2 separate regions of the Sus scrofa genome follow, and region 1 is linked to region 2. The links are chromatin contacts, called in public Hi-C maps. All regions are on one chromosome and are shown on one strand. Each heading gives the region's core, a stretch centred on a gene start, on an enhancer-like site or on the middle of the called end of the contact. The rest is flanking DNA. Distances are from core to core; before and after follow the strand shown.

The links. Hi-C and Micro-C count contacts between places; a contact is called where the count stands out from the background.
Region 1: a contact with region 2 is called in a Hi-C map of subcutaneous adipose tissue, with 2.3 times the contacts expected there. The contact joins the promoter of LOC102167427 here to the promoter of PITX3 in region 2. A contact is called at or near these places in 3 of 5 promoter capture datasets (fetal liver, fetal skeletal muscle and liver), 18 of 47 Hi-C or Micro-C datasets (alveolar macrophages, blood, embryonic fibroblasts and 11 more) and 2 of 2 datasets of contacts at active chromatin or transcription factors (alveolar macrophages and skeletal muscle).

What each region holds. Positions count from the first base shown.
Region 1 is chr14:113,460,528-113,467,098 of Sscrofa11.1, reverse strand. LOC102167427 reads left to right here and starts at 3,189. Exons shown (of 3, transcript XM_021072752.1): 1 at 3,189-3,454. The region is part of intron 1 of MFSD13A (transmembrane protein 180); the gene reads right to left.
Region 2 is chr14:113,236,837-113,243,284 of Sscrofa11.1, reverse strand. It overlaps PITX3 (pituitary homeobox 3), which reads left to right and starts at 1,892. Exons shown (of 6, transcript XM_021073065.1): 1 at 1,892-1,972.

The DNA.
Region 1 (6,571 bases), core at 1,940-4,439, 220 kb before region 2:
GGCATCTCCTTCTGCCAAATCTATGGCTAAGGTTGTCTTTCAGCACCCAACACTGAGGTTTCTTACTGCCTTCTATATCCACCATCCCTCAAATTCTTTTTTCTTTCTTTTCCAGCCGCCCCATGGCATACGGAGTTCCCAGGCCAAAGATCAGATGCAAGCTGCAGTTGTGACCTAAGCAACAATGGATCATTAATCCACTGTGTGGCGCCAGAGATCGAACCTCTGTCCCAGTGCTTCCAAGACACTGCCAATCCTGTTGCACCACAGAGGAAACGCCTCAACTTCTTTGTTAAATGCCACCTCCAACCTTTGTTCATGCTGTTCCTTCCAACTAAAATACTCCAGTTGTAACTACATACCATTTCTCAAGCGTATAGAATATGCCGCTTTTTTATACCTATCATTATGAGTCTTTACAACTCTTGTTACTATTTCCACCCTCATCCTGTAAATGAAGAAAACGGAGGCTCTGGAGATTAAATTAACTGGCCCAAATCACAGAGCTATTAGGTGCTAGAGCCAAGATTCAAAACAGGTGCTTTTGACTTAAACAAAAAAACACTTCAGCATTTCTCAGATCACTCTGCCCAACCCCCACCACAATCTTACCAAATTCTGCCGATTCAAGGCCCAGTTCAGTGGCCCAAGCCTTCCTGAGGACACCAAGCCAGGTGTTCTCTCCCATTTCGGGTTCCTTGGCTCTGTATCAGGATCCAAATGCCTCTCTACTCATCCTCCAGCTCCCAAGCTCCTGAAGAGCAGGGCCAGATTATACGGGCCCCTGTTTTCTACTCCCAGCCTCCACCAGGCTCCTTCACCACATGCTAGGTGCTCAATTAACACCTGCTGGATCAATTTGCCCCTAAAAGGCCAGTATGGACATCCCCAGCCGTAGAAGGAGAGTCACCTCCAGATCCCACTGTGCCTCTTAGCTCTGCATTCTGCTTGGCTGTGGGAGTCAGAAAGAGGCAACCTGAGGAGCCCTGAGGTGAAACATGAACAGCAAGGCAACAGGTGCACAAAGAGGAACAATGATGATAACAAAAAGTACCATTTATTAGGCTTTCACCATGTGCTAAGGAAAACTGATACAATATGTGGAGAGAGCTCAGAGCAGGGAGACACTAGATCAGGAAGAGCTTTGGTAACCACACACAAGATCCTATCCTGAGGATGACAGGATCAGGGAGCCCTGGGGGTGGCCGGGTAGACAGAATCAGATCTGTTCAGAAGGAGCCCCCTGGCATCATGTAAAAACATTCCCCTCTTCACTCTATCAGGCTTCTTTCTGGGAGACAAAGGCCTAGAAAAGGATGGAAACAGTAGCAGCTTCCTAATTCCTGAACCAGTCTATAGTTGGGGTGGGGGTGAGAGATGCTGATGGATTTGGTGGAGGAAACCAAGATTGCCAGACGGGGCCCCTGGAGTGAGAGGCATCAAAAGGAGGACCTTGATTCCCTTCAGAAGGACCAGAGGCTGTATGAGAAACAATTAGGGTGGAGGGGGAAGAGCTACTAAGAAGCATGATTTGAAGTTGGGTGGCTTGGGTCAATCTGAACCTTACCACCAACTAGCTGAGTGTAGTCCTACATCTGCAAAGTGGGAGAAAATTCCATTCCCTGCCTGTTCCTAGGAGTATCAAATGAATTTGAAATATCCTACACAAATATTGTGTCCTTTTTTCAACAAGCAGGGGACCTTTGAATTGGCTGCTGTTTGCTGTTTCACATCCCCTTTGTCTCCCTGCCCATTCTTCCCACAGCAGGGTCAGTCCTGGCAGGGCTGTTGGGGAGGCCCACTCTGGACGGGTCCCCAATCTTCCACCTTCCATGCAGTGACTAATGGGCCCATCTTCCTTCTCAGGCTGGAAATGAACTTTCACCCTGTTGGGGGAGGGATCTTCTCCCTTTCCCTCCCCCCTTGCAGGTTACAGGGTAAGCAACTTCACCCCAGGACCACCTACCCCTCACAGAGATAGGTAGCCACAGAGGAGTCTGGGATGAACCCAGGAGCTCTTTATTCAGCAGCTAGTGCTGAACCTTTCGGTGGTGGTTGGCCAGCCCGCCTGCATATTAAAATCACCTGAGGAGCTGCTCAATAACACCAAGGCCCAAGCCCCACCCAGGCAATTAAATCGGGATTTCTAGGGATGTGGCCCAGCATCTGTGTTCTTTCAAAGCTCCCCAATTGGTTCTACCATGCTACTAGGGTTAAAAGCCATTATGGGAGTTCCCGTTGTGGCACAGTGGTTAATGAATCCGACTAGGAACCATGAGGTTGCGGGTTCGATCCCTGGCCTTGCTTAGTGGGTTAAGGTTCCAGCGTTGCTGTGAGCTGTGGTGTAGGTCACAGACGCGGCTCGGATCCCACGTTGCTGTGGCTGTGGTGTAGGCCGGTGGCTACGGCTCCGATTCGACCCCTAGCCTGGGAATCTCCATATGCTGCGGAAGCGGACCTAGAAAAGGCAAAAAAGACAAAATAAAATAAAATAAAATAAATAAATAAAAGCCATTATGTTAATGAAATGAACCACAGCCTGACGGGTTAATGAAATGGGTCCCTGATGCCTGATGCATCTTGCGACCTCAGACCCCAGGGAGCCTCTCTGCAAGGATTCCATCCTCATCCCTCAAACCCAAGCTTCTCCCACTCTGACCCAAACACTCTCCCAACCCAAACCTGATCACTCCAGGGACGCCCAGGGATCACTCCAGACAGCCCCCAGGACACCCAGAGCAGAGAGCATTCCGGTTCCCCTCGGGTTTGTCCTTTGTGTCTAACTGGCCCCCCGGTCCGGCCCGCTCCTGCCCCCGAACCCGGCCGCCAGCCAGCCCCTCACCGCAATTGTGGCAAGCGAAGCCTAATTCCGCGGCTGCCGCGAGCCAGGTGCCATCCAGTGCGCCTGCGCGCACGCCTCCGGGAGCTTCTCCAGCCTCTCCCTCCGCCCCTGCCCAGCGATTGGCTCTGAGCTGCTCCCGAAACCCTCTCTTCGGCAGGTGCCCGCGCCGAGGCTGTCGCCGCCATGCTTGTTATGGGCGCCTTGCCCTCTGGGACCGAAAAGGATGTGGGAGCTAAGGAGAAAGGAGCAGGTTGCCAGAATTCCTGACCAGCTCACCCTCTCTCTCTCCCCTCCACGAAGGCTTAATGTCATTTCAGTTCCAATCAACAAGGTTTTTTTTCTGAGAGCTCCCCGCACCTCTTCCCCCGTCTTTCCTTACTAGTAATTCAGAGACTGAAAAGAGCCCAGCACCTTCCTTCAAGCCTTATGGTCTGACCGGATGCACGGCTGAGACAGATAAGGAGATGGCAGTGGCAAGACCTGGGACTCCCTGATGCTGGATTGTGAGCCTCTCAAGCGTGACAGGCCCAGCTTGAGCTGTGGGCAGCAGGGCTCAAGCCACAGCCTCCTGAGAGAGCAACCAAGCAGCCTAACCTCCGCGTGTTATTAATGGTAATACTGAAACATAAGGCTACTGAGCTTTTTTTTTTTTTTTTTTTTTTTGTCTTTTTGCCTTTCCTAGGGCCGCTCCCGCAGCATATGGAGGTTCCCAGGCTAGGGGTCCGACCAGAGCTATAGCCACCTGCCTACACCGCAGCCACAGCAACACTGGATCCGAGCCTCATCTGCGACCTATGCCACAGCTCACGGCAACGCTGGATCTTTAACCCACTGAGCAAGGCCAGGGATCAAACAACCTCATGGTTCCTAGTTGGATTCGTTAACCACTGCGCCATGACAGGAACTCCAAGGCTACTGAGATCTTATGTGCCCTGCACCCTGCGTTCATGAAAGCACCCTGCATTCATTATCTTGGTGAGTCTCCACTTCATCATTCCTGGGAGGTAGGTGCTATTATCCCCATTTTACAGATGAGGAAATTGAGATTGGGAAAGATTCAACAACTTTCACACAGCAATCAAGACCCCCCCCCAAAAAAAAGAGGCCCAGACAAGTTAGCACCCAGATTTCCTGACTCTCAGAACAGGAGTCTTTCCTCTTCCTACCCCTGCCCAGGCTCCCAAAGTCAAAACTTGTTTTTTGGCTCAGTCTAGTCTGGTGGGGATGCTCCATGTCTTCTCCCAAAGGGCCTGTAAGCCTCCTCAGATTTCGAGGCAAACAGCACACACTCCAGACCTGTCTGCTGTTTCCGTACCCTGGGATATGGGGCGGTGAGCATGGCCTTTGGCTGCTGAGGAACCTGGCACTCAGTTCCCTAGCTCCACCAATTCTTTGTAAGGGGACCCTCTTTTGTGAGCCTCTGTTTTACTTCTTAGAGGGGTTTTGTGGGCATTAAATGAGAAATAGGTGTGTAAGAGTTTTGTCAACAGGAATATTCTCTTTCTCCTTCCTGATAGCCTGGCAAAGGGCCCACCCACAGCAAATAGTCCAATACAAGAGCCCAGGTGACCAGGCACTAAAGTCTGTTTAACCAGTTCCTAGGGAGCCCCAAGGGCCCCATGAACCTTGCCCCCAGCGTCCATCTCCCACCAGTCTGTCTCATTTTCCTCCTCCCCAATCCTGTCTCTTCAGACCCTTTTCTTAACCCCTGTGTCCCCCCTTGGCCACACACACATCACCTCTCTTCTAGACTTCAAGCAGTTCCTGAAACCCCTCGTGCTCCAGAAAGCCTTCAGGACTAAAAGGAAGATCACCGTCTCTCCCCCTTCTCTACCCCTTACCCTCATCTATGCTTTCCTGGCTATGAGAAGAGGGCAGAAGACCCAGTATTCAACATAGGTTCAACCCATGTTCAACCATTTATAACTACTAAGCACACTAAAACCTCCATAAATTGACTTAAGGCATCCCCCTTCGTCCTGGCTAGCATGTGCCTTTATGTCAGAGCCAGCCTTAGTCTTCACTTTGCTTTCCCTGGGTATTCAATGGGGGAAGAGGAGCGGAGAGAGAGCTGCCAAGGGGCCAGAACTAAGTGTGACCTGATAGGAAAGACTTTGTCCTCTGTGTCATACTTAGTGCGCCAAGGTTACACTCTGAGCTCCCTCAGCCCTCTGATTTTATGAACAATGTCACCAACTACCCTTTTGTGTCAGCACCAGGTCTTGGGATCATCTCTTGATTTCCCTTCCCAGATGTCAAGCACAGAGCTAACTGGGAGGGGGACGGGAGGCGCAACTGAAGATCATATCGCCTGCCTTCTTGAGTCTGATCAGAGCCCCAGGATTGTGGCAAAGAGAGAGAAACACTCTCTCTCCCTGAAATTCCCTCCTCCCTTGGTTTCCAACCTCTCTGAGGTAGATTCCGCCATGTTCTTCTCCTAACAACTTTTCTTCAGTCCCCTTTATTGGGCACTTTTCCCCCAGGGCTTTCTTAGGTGCAGAGAGGGTCCCCTAAACTTCCTTCTTCATTACTCTGTTCATGTATTCATTTAAGCTTGTCAGGCCATAAACTATATGGGGTAAAAGGGATTTCAAAAACAAGATCGTTGTTGATGGGAAGGTAAATTGATGCAGCCACTATGGAAAGCAGTATGGAGGTTTCCCAAAAAAATAAAAGTAGGAGCTCCTGTTGTGGTGCAACGGAATCGGCAGCATCTTGGGAGCACTGGGATCCAAGTTCGATCCCTGGCCCAGCACAGTGGGTTAAGGATCCCGTGTTGCCGCAGCTACGCTTGGTTCAAGGCTGTAGCTTGGATCTGATCCCTGGCCTGGGAGCTCCATATGCCGAGAGGTGGCCAAAAAAAAAAAAAAAAAAATTTTTTTTTTTTTTTTTAAAGTAGAAGGACCGTATGACCCAGCACTTCCACTCCTGGGTATTTATCTGAAAAAAATGAAAACATTTAATTTGAAAAAATACACACACCCCAGTATTCATAGTAGCATCATTTACAATTGCCAAGATATGGAAGCAGCCTAAATGTCCAACAGATGAATGGATAAAGAAAATATGAGGGAGTTCCCGTTGTGGCGCAGTGGAAACAAATCCTACTAGCATCCATGAGGTTGCGAGTTTGATCCCTGGCCTCGCTCAGTGGGTTAAGGATCTGGCATTGCTGTGGCTGTGGTGTAGGCCAGCAGCTGCAGCTCCGATTAGACCCCTAGCCTGGGAACCTCCATATGCCATGGGTGCAGCCCTAAAAAGCAAACAAAAACAAAAAAACAAAAAACCACAAAAATATGAGAACACACACACACACACACACACACACACACACACACACAATGGAATACTACTCAGCCATAAAACAAATTTTGCCATTTGCAACAAAATGGATGGACTTGGGGAGGTATTATGCTAAACAAAATAAGTCAGACAAAGATGAATACTGCATAATCTCCTTCATATGTGGAATCTAAAAAATAAAAGAAAATATTGCATATAACAAAAAAGACAGAGACTCACAGAAAACAAACTGGTAGTTACCAGTAGTGAGAGGGAAGAGGACAGAGGCACAATAGGGCATGGGATGAAGCGATACAAACTATGTGTCAAGTAAATAAGCTACAAGGATAGCGCAGCACAGGGAATATAGTGTTTATAACTATAAATGGAAACGTTTATAGCTATAAATGGAAAATAACCCTTAAAAATTGTGAGTTGCTATGTTGT
Region 2 (6,448 bases), core at 643-3,142:
CCGGCAGGTGCAGCTCCGATTAGACCCCTAGCCTGGGAACTTCCATGTGCTGTGGGTGCAACCCTAAAAAGATAAAATGGAAAAGAAAGGAAGGAAGGAAGGAGAGAGAGAGAAAGAGAAAAAAGGAAAGAAAGAAAGAGAAAGAAAGAAAGAAAGAAGGAAGGAAGGAAAGAAAGAAAGGAGTTCCCATCGTGGCTCAGTGGTTAACTAATCCGACTAGGAACCATGAGGTTGCGGGTTCGATCCCTGCCCTTGCTCAGTGGGTTAAGGATCCAGCGTTGCTGTGAGCTGTGGTGTAGTTTGCAATCGCGGCTCGGATCCCGCGTTGCTATGGCTCTGGCGTAGGCCAGCGGCTACAGCTCCGATTCAACCCCCAGCCTAGGAACCTCCATATGCCACGAGAGCGACCCAAGAAAAGGCAAAAAGACAAAAAAAAAAAAAAAAAAAAAAAAAAGCAAGCAAGAAAGAAAGATATCTTACTGTAAGAGGTGTGCAAGAAACCACTAGGAAATTGGAGATTAAGACAGGATCAGGCCCTAAAAGTCTTCTATGCCAGGCAAGGGAACTCGGCCTTTATCCTGAAGGCAAACAGGAACCATTGAAAGGTTTTGAGCAGAGGCATGATTGGTCAGATTCACCAGGCATACAGTATGAGATAGGGCTTAAGACCATCAGGGGCAACCTAGCAACCCAGCCTGACTCTCTATGTTCCTTGGGACATCTGTCCTATCCCTTGCGACTCCCTAACCAGCAAGCACCAAGGACACACCTTGGCCACAGAACCTAACCTGGTATCACCAAGAAGGTAGCCCTGTTAAGGCTAGGAGAATTTAATCTGGGTGAGACAAGCATGCAGACTGACAGGGAAAATTACCCAGCCCTCTGAGGGTTACCCAGCCCAAGCCCTGAGATCCAGTTAGAACCTCCTTTAACTTGAGGAAGTGGCTGGGAGTGATAGTAAAGTTACTTGTCCAAAGTCGCTAGATGATGGCACAGTTGATAGCAGGGTTAGAATGCCGTTTTGGTTTGTCTCATTCCAATTTCTGCTTTCTTCATGAAGCCACCTTCCTTAGAGGAGAGGGGAAAAAAGGGCGAGGTGGGGGGTAGGGGAGAGGAGATAGCGGAGAAGAGGAAGAGAGAAAGAAGCAAGGAAAAATAGGAGCAGAAAGAGAAATTAGTCTTTCAAAGTGGCAGAGGAGGAAGGAGAGAGACAAACAGCAGGAGCAAAGCGGTGGCGGAGGAAAAAAAAGGAAAGAAAGGCGAGATGTGGGAGAATTGGAGCAGAGACAAAAGGGCAGGGAGACAGACAGCGACAAGTGGAGAAAATTGCCGAAACTTGAGCGGCAACGAATTCTGAGCGCAGAAACCCGTTGGCCTCTCCCAATCCGTGCGCACTTCCACCTGACCCTATCCCCCAGCACCGTTCCACTTCGCTCGGGGTGGTGGTCTGGCCCCCACATCACGGGCCCCGGCTCGGTGGAGACACCCGGTCCACTCTACGCTCCGGCTTGGTTGTGCCAAAGCGTTCTCGCTGGAGCATGGTTTCAGCCACGTGGGGAGGGGCGGGGCCCAGTTGCGGAGAAGCGCCTCCGATTGGATAGGGGGCGGAGTTCTTGGCTGTGCGCCTGCCGGAGCCCGCCCCCGAAGGCGGGGCCAGAAAATTCACAGCTGGAAAGGGTGGAGCCCGGGCAGCGCAGCTGGAAGGGGGCGGGGCCCGACACGCGAGGCTCGCCGCGGCGGGCTGGGGGCGCCCTGGGCTGCCATAAAGTGAATGGGCGCCGGCGGGGGGTGGCAGTGCACGGCGAGGCTCACTCTCTCCCAGCGAGTCCGGGAGCGCCGGAGCGGAGCGGCGGCCTGGGCGCAGGGGGGCGGCCCCCACCCCGGCCGGGTGCCCGGCCTCTGGCCCCTGCTTGCCCTCCAGACTGCGGCCGCCGCCGCCGCTGCCGGGAGTCTGCCTGCTGCGGGACTCACTGTGAGTGCTTGACCATGCGGGAGACAGGGACTCACGGGGCCGAGGGGCCATGGCTGGACTTTGGGATCCCTAAAACGGGACCTAGGGAGGCTGAACTGGAGCACGGTGCCTGGGGAACGGGTCGAGACTGGGAGGGCGGAGTGCAGACCCGGGGCCAGGACTTAGAAAAAGGGAAACTTAGCGTCAGGACTCGGAGGACAGATAAGAGGAAGACTCAAGGGATCGAAGAGAAGTCGGAGACGTGAGGTCAGGACAGGGGCTCTGCGAAGCGGACAGTTGAGTCGGGAAACCATTACCAGAAAGCACCCTGGAATCCGGAGGCGCGGGGCCAGCAGCTAGGGAGTGAAAGGGGTTGCCGAGGCCCTGGCCAGCCGGGGGAGCTGGCGGCGGTCGCCCAGCAAGGGGGCAGATGGCGGTGCCCGACACCCCTCCCCACACACACACACACACACACACGCTGGGTCTCAGACTCCAGGGACTGGAAGCAACGATGCGTTGGTCGCACACGCTTCTTTTCCCAGCTGCTTCGCAATTGGGATAGGAGCCGTTTTCCGAGAGCCGGGCCGCGACCGGGTCAGATGGCCGCTGTGCGGGCTTCAGGCCGAGTCTGGGTAGTCCGAGTGACTAGGAGGAGGGTCTGGCGTGTCCGCTTGGGTTGTCAGGGCCCTGATGGGTCCCGACCTCGGGCAGCCACGGAATCGGACGGAATGTCCGCAGCGCGCGGGGCTCGGAGCGGACAGAATGTCCGGGGCAGAGAGGTTGGTCTCTCCGGAGCAGGCGCTGTGTTGGGCAGCGGTGGACAGAATGTCCCTGGCCGAGTGGCATGTCCATTTACCCGGCAGCGCCTGCCCAGCTGCTGCGTGTACGGTGGGGTTCGCTGTGGTGGGTTGCCTAAAATCCCAGCTCACACTTTGCAAACTTGTCTCTGTTCCTAGGGCTGCCGGGTGAAGCCTGGCCTTGGGTTGAAGTGGAGGCAGGAGACATTCCCTCTCCAACTCAGGCTAGATCTAAGCATCACCCTGGACTCCCAGAATCCAAATTTGTGGGGAGAGAGCCAGTGGTGGGATTGCTAATGGGAACCAAGACCAGGAAAGGAAGGAACGAACCACAAAGGGCAATGGGAGGGCAAGGAGGAGTCCAGCACAAGCCCCTGACAGCTTCAGTTCCCTCACAAACTCAGTCAATCTCTAATTCCAGTACAGCTGAACAGACACCCCCATACTCTTTGCCTGGTGTCAGCAAGCTAAACTCTTCCTCACACTGAGCAAGAGCCCAGGCCCAAAGAACGAACCGCAGCCCTTTAGCAAAGCAAACCCTGTGGTCTTGTGTCCCTTTTCGCTCCCTCAGTCCCATCAACCACTCTAGTGGCTGAGAGGAGGTGGGAAGGAGACACATGGAATCCAGACACTGGGATCCAACATGGGACCTATATTGCCCTCCAGCTCTGGTTGGGAAGGGTGTCTCGGCCCTACCTAACTACTGCATTTGTTTTTCATGCAGCTAGGGGAGGGACCTGATTCCTTTGGACCCCATGCAGTGACTGCCCACCCCAACTCCAACTCTTTAATCAGAGCCCAGTTAAGCTCAAGGGAAGGGAGTAGACAGAACTCTCCTGGTCTATGTAACTAAGCAAAACAGCCCATTTGGGCACTGAGTTTCGTGGGGACAAGTGCGAGATAATATGTTAGCAACGAGTAATCTAAACAAGCGGGTCCAAACTTTCTCACCCTCCACCCGTGAGTGACATACAGTACATCTTCCCCACACTCCCACCTCCATTCCTTAATTTTAAAGTTTGCTGATCACCAGCTAGGACAATGTTTTTCAATCTCCTTTGTCCCTTGCCCCTTTCCGGTAAATAGAGGGTCACATCCTGGTTATCCCCATCACATTCCAGTACCCTGTCCAAGGGGCTTGTGATCCTATTTGAAAAATCATTGAAATTATGGGTGAAATGAAAGGCTCTGAGTCAGGAAAAGACTAGAGGAAGCATTATAGGCATTACACCCATGAAGACCTTAGCCTTAAGTTATGCTTTTGCCAAAAAGCAATGGCATTGTAATAAAGATGACTGGAAATAAAAGGCAGAACCTTCTCCTGTCCTTACATAAAACCATGTAGCTGAGTGTGTGCCTGGTCACTGGCTCTTAGGGAGAATGCCATGGACCTAGCAAAGGGTCAGAGAATGGCAGCAGAATGGGAGTCAGGGGCTGCTGGTGAGAACAAACTTGAAGAGTTAGGTCTTTGGAAGGTGAGATAGGCTGGAAATCCACCAAATAAGGAAAGGCAGAGATAAGCAGGAGATCTGCTCCCCAAATCCTGAAATTGGAGACGAGGGGGCCTTTGAGAACTGGAATAAGGCAAACACAGGATGAATAGGAAAATGTTCCTTGGCACACAGTGGGCAGCAAACTTCCAGAGCTCATTTCCAGGGAGGTGGTAGAGGCAGGAAGTAGAAATCGAATCCTTCAGGGCTTGTGAGGACCAATGCATGTCAGAGCCACAAATGGCTGCTGGGGCGGAGGGGGCGAGGAGTGGAAAGAGCTCAGCCCCTGGTCTTAGGAGAACTGCGTTAGGATCTCTTCAATCTGTGTAACTGTGAACAAACTTATCTTAGAGATGAAATGGGGATAGTCATTCCTGCCATTCAAGGTGGTTGTTAAGAGTTAAATGAAATCGTGTACATGAAAGCCCTTCGCACAGAAATAAGAAACACTATTGCTATTATTACGCCCAAACTGTAGGTCCCCTCTAGCCACAGAATCTTTTTTTGGAAGGGTGGGGTCTCAAGCCCTAGACCAGCCTGCTAGCATCCGCCAGGCAACCCCAGGAAGATTCTCAGTGACAGATGGGACACCCTATCCTAGGCTTCAGATGCCAGCCACTATCCCTGCCCCCACTGAAAAGAGTTCTAGGGAGCTCCCCAAATGCTTAGCTCCTCTACTAGGATGAATATCCTGCTTGCATCCTGCTTAAGGCTGTGAATATGGGCCCAGAACCCAGGTCCAGGGAGGGAGGACAGGGGAGGCAAGCTGGAGCTGAGTTGGGGTGGGCACAAGAGAAGGGCACCCATATCTTTCTTTTCCATCGACTCTACACGATGCTTCCTAGAGTGTCGGGGAGGGACATGGAAGCTAACCTGAAGGATCCACTAGTTCTTGAGATTGGGGTTTATCTAGAGTGTCTAGTCCCTGGGGACCTGTGATAAGATTGTTAGGAAAAGAAAAGAAAAGGCAGTGGGGGAGAAAGGGCTGCTTTTGGAATCATCTCCACTCTTTTTTCTCCCCAGGGCCTTTTTCACTTTTCACCTCTCAGTGAATAGTTTCCCCTTTCCTATCTCTCCCCTGCCCCATTCTGCTCACCATTGCCAAACAAAGATCCCAAAGGTGCTGCTTTTATGCCACTCCCTCACCTGCAAGCCTCCAGTGACTCCCACTACTTGGAGCAATGCTTCAAGGGAGGCAGGTGGGAGAGGGTAGTATAGGAGTGGAAGTGGCACGACACTGCAGTCTAAAGGGGGCCCATCTTCCTGGTGTGGGGATGTCACTTGAGGATGTCTCTCAGAAACTTGGAGAGAAAACATTATTTTTATATTAAAACAAGCATAACTTAAGTGTGGGCCAGAATGCAAAATTGGCTTCCATTTTTAACAGCTGAAGATCTCAAAGAAATTTTACACTGGTGGCAGCTGTTTCAGGTTGCGCCCCAAGTTTCCTGTCCTATATCTTCTCGTACTAGTTTTACGGGGGTTTTGATGGAAAAGCGGGAGATGCTCTAGCCTCCACTGTATCAAACATGTACCCCCATCCTTTGCCCCTAATGGAAGATCCCCTCAGCCTGTCCATTTTTCTCAGATGATCTCCCATTGCCCGCACTAAGACCTTGGCCAAGCTAGGCTCCCTGCTGCTGTCTGAACCTGCCGGTTCATTCCCAATACTGCCCTATTATTTTAAAGCCTCTGCCCCCTTCATTGCCTCCCTATTTCCCAGATCAGCCAGGTGCTACAGTCTCTGAACTCAAAAACTTGATACCACCTTACATGGGCTTCTGTCTCTCTGATTTTCCACAATCTGAGAATCAGACCCATGCAGACCACCACTCCGTCCTGTGCTGTGTTTGCATTTGCACACGGTAGGCTCCTAGAAGTTAGGGTCTGTGCCTTACCGTCCTTGGCGATCTGTCTTAGCACCTACCACTTGTTGAAGGAAAGAAGGAAGGAGGAGAGGGAAGGGTGTGGAGGCCCATTTCTCGGATCCCTGATTTACCCCTGGATATATTAAGTGCATCAAATCGTTGCTGCCTCCACCTGAGTCTTGGGGTGGGGGGATCCTCTTGGGGCGGTGAGCCTTGTCCACAGCTGTCTTCGCTTGCTCTCGTTTGCTCACGGCTACTCAGCAGACCAGACGGTGTAGGTGCTCTGCATCCCTAATGCACGCAATGCTGTGTGCACTTCAGGGCCTCATTTTCGTTTCAGGT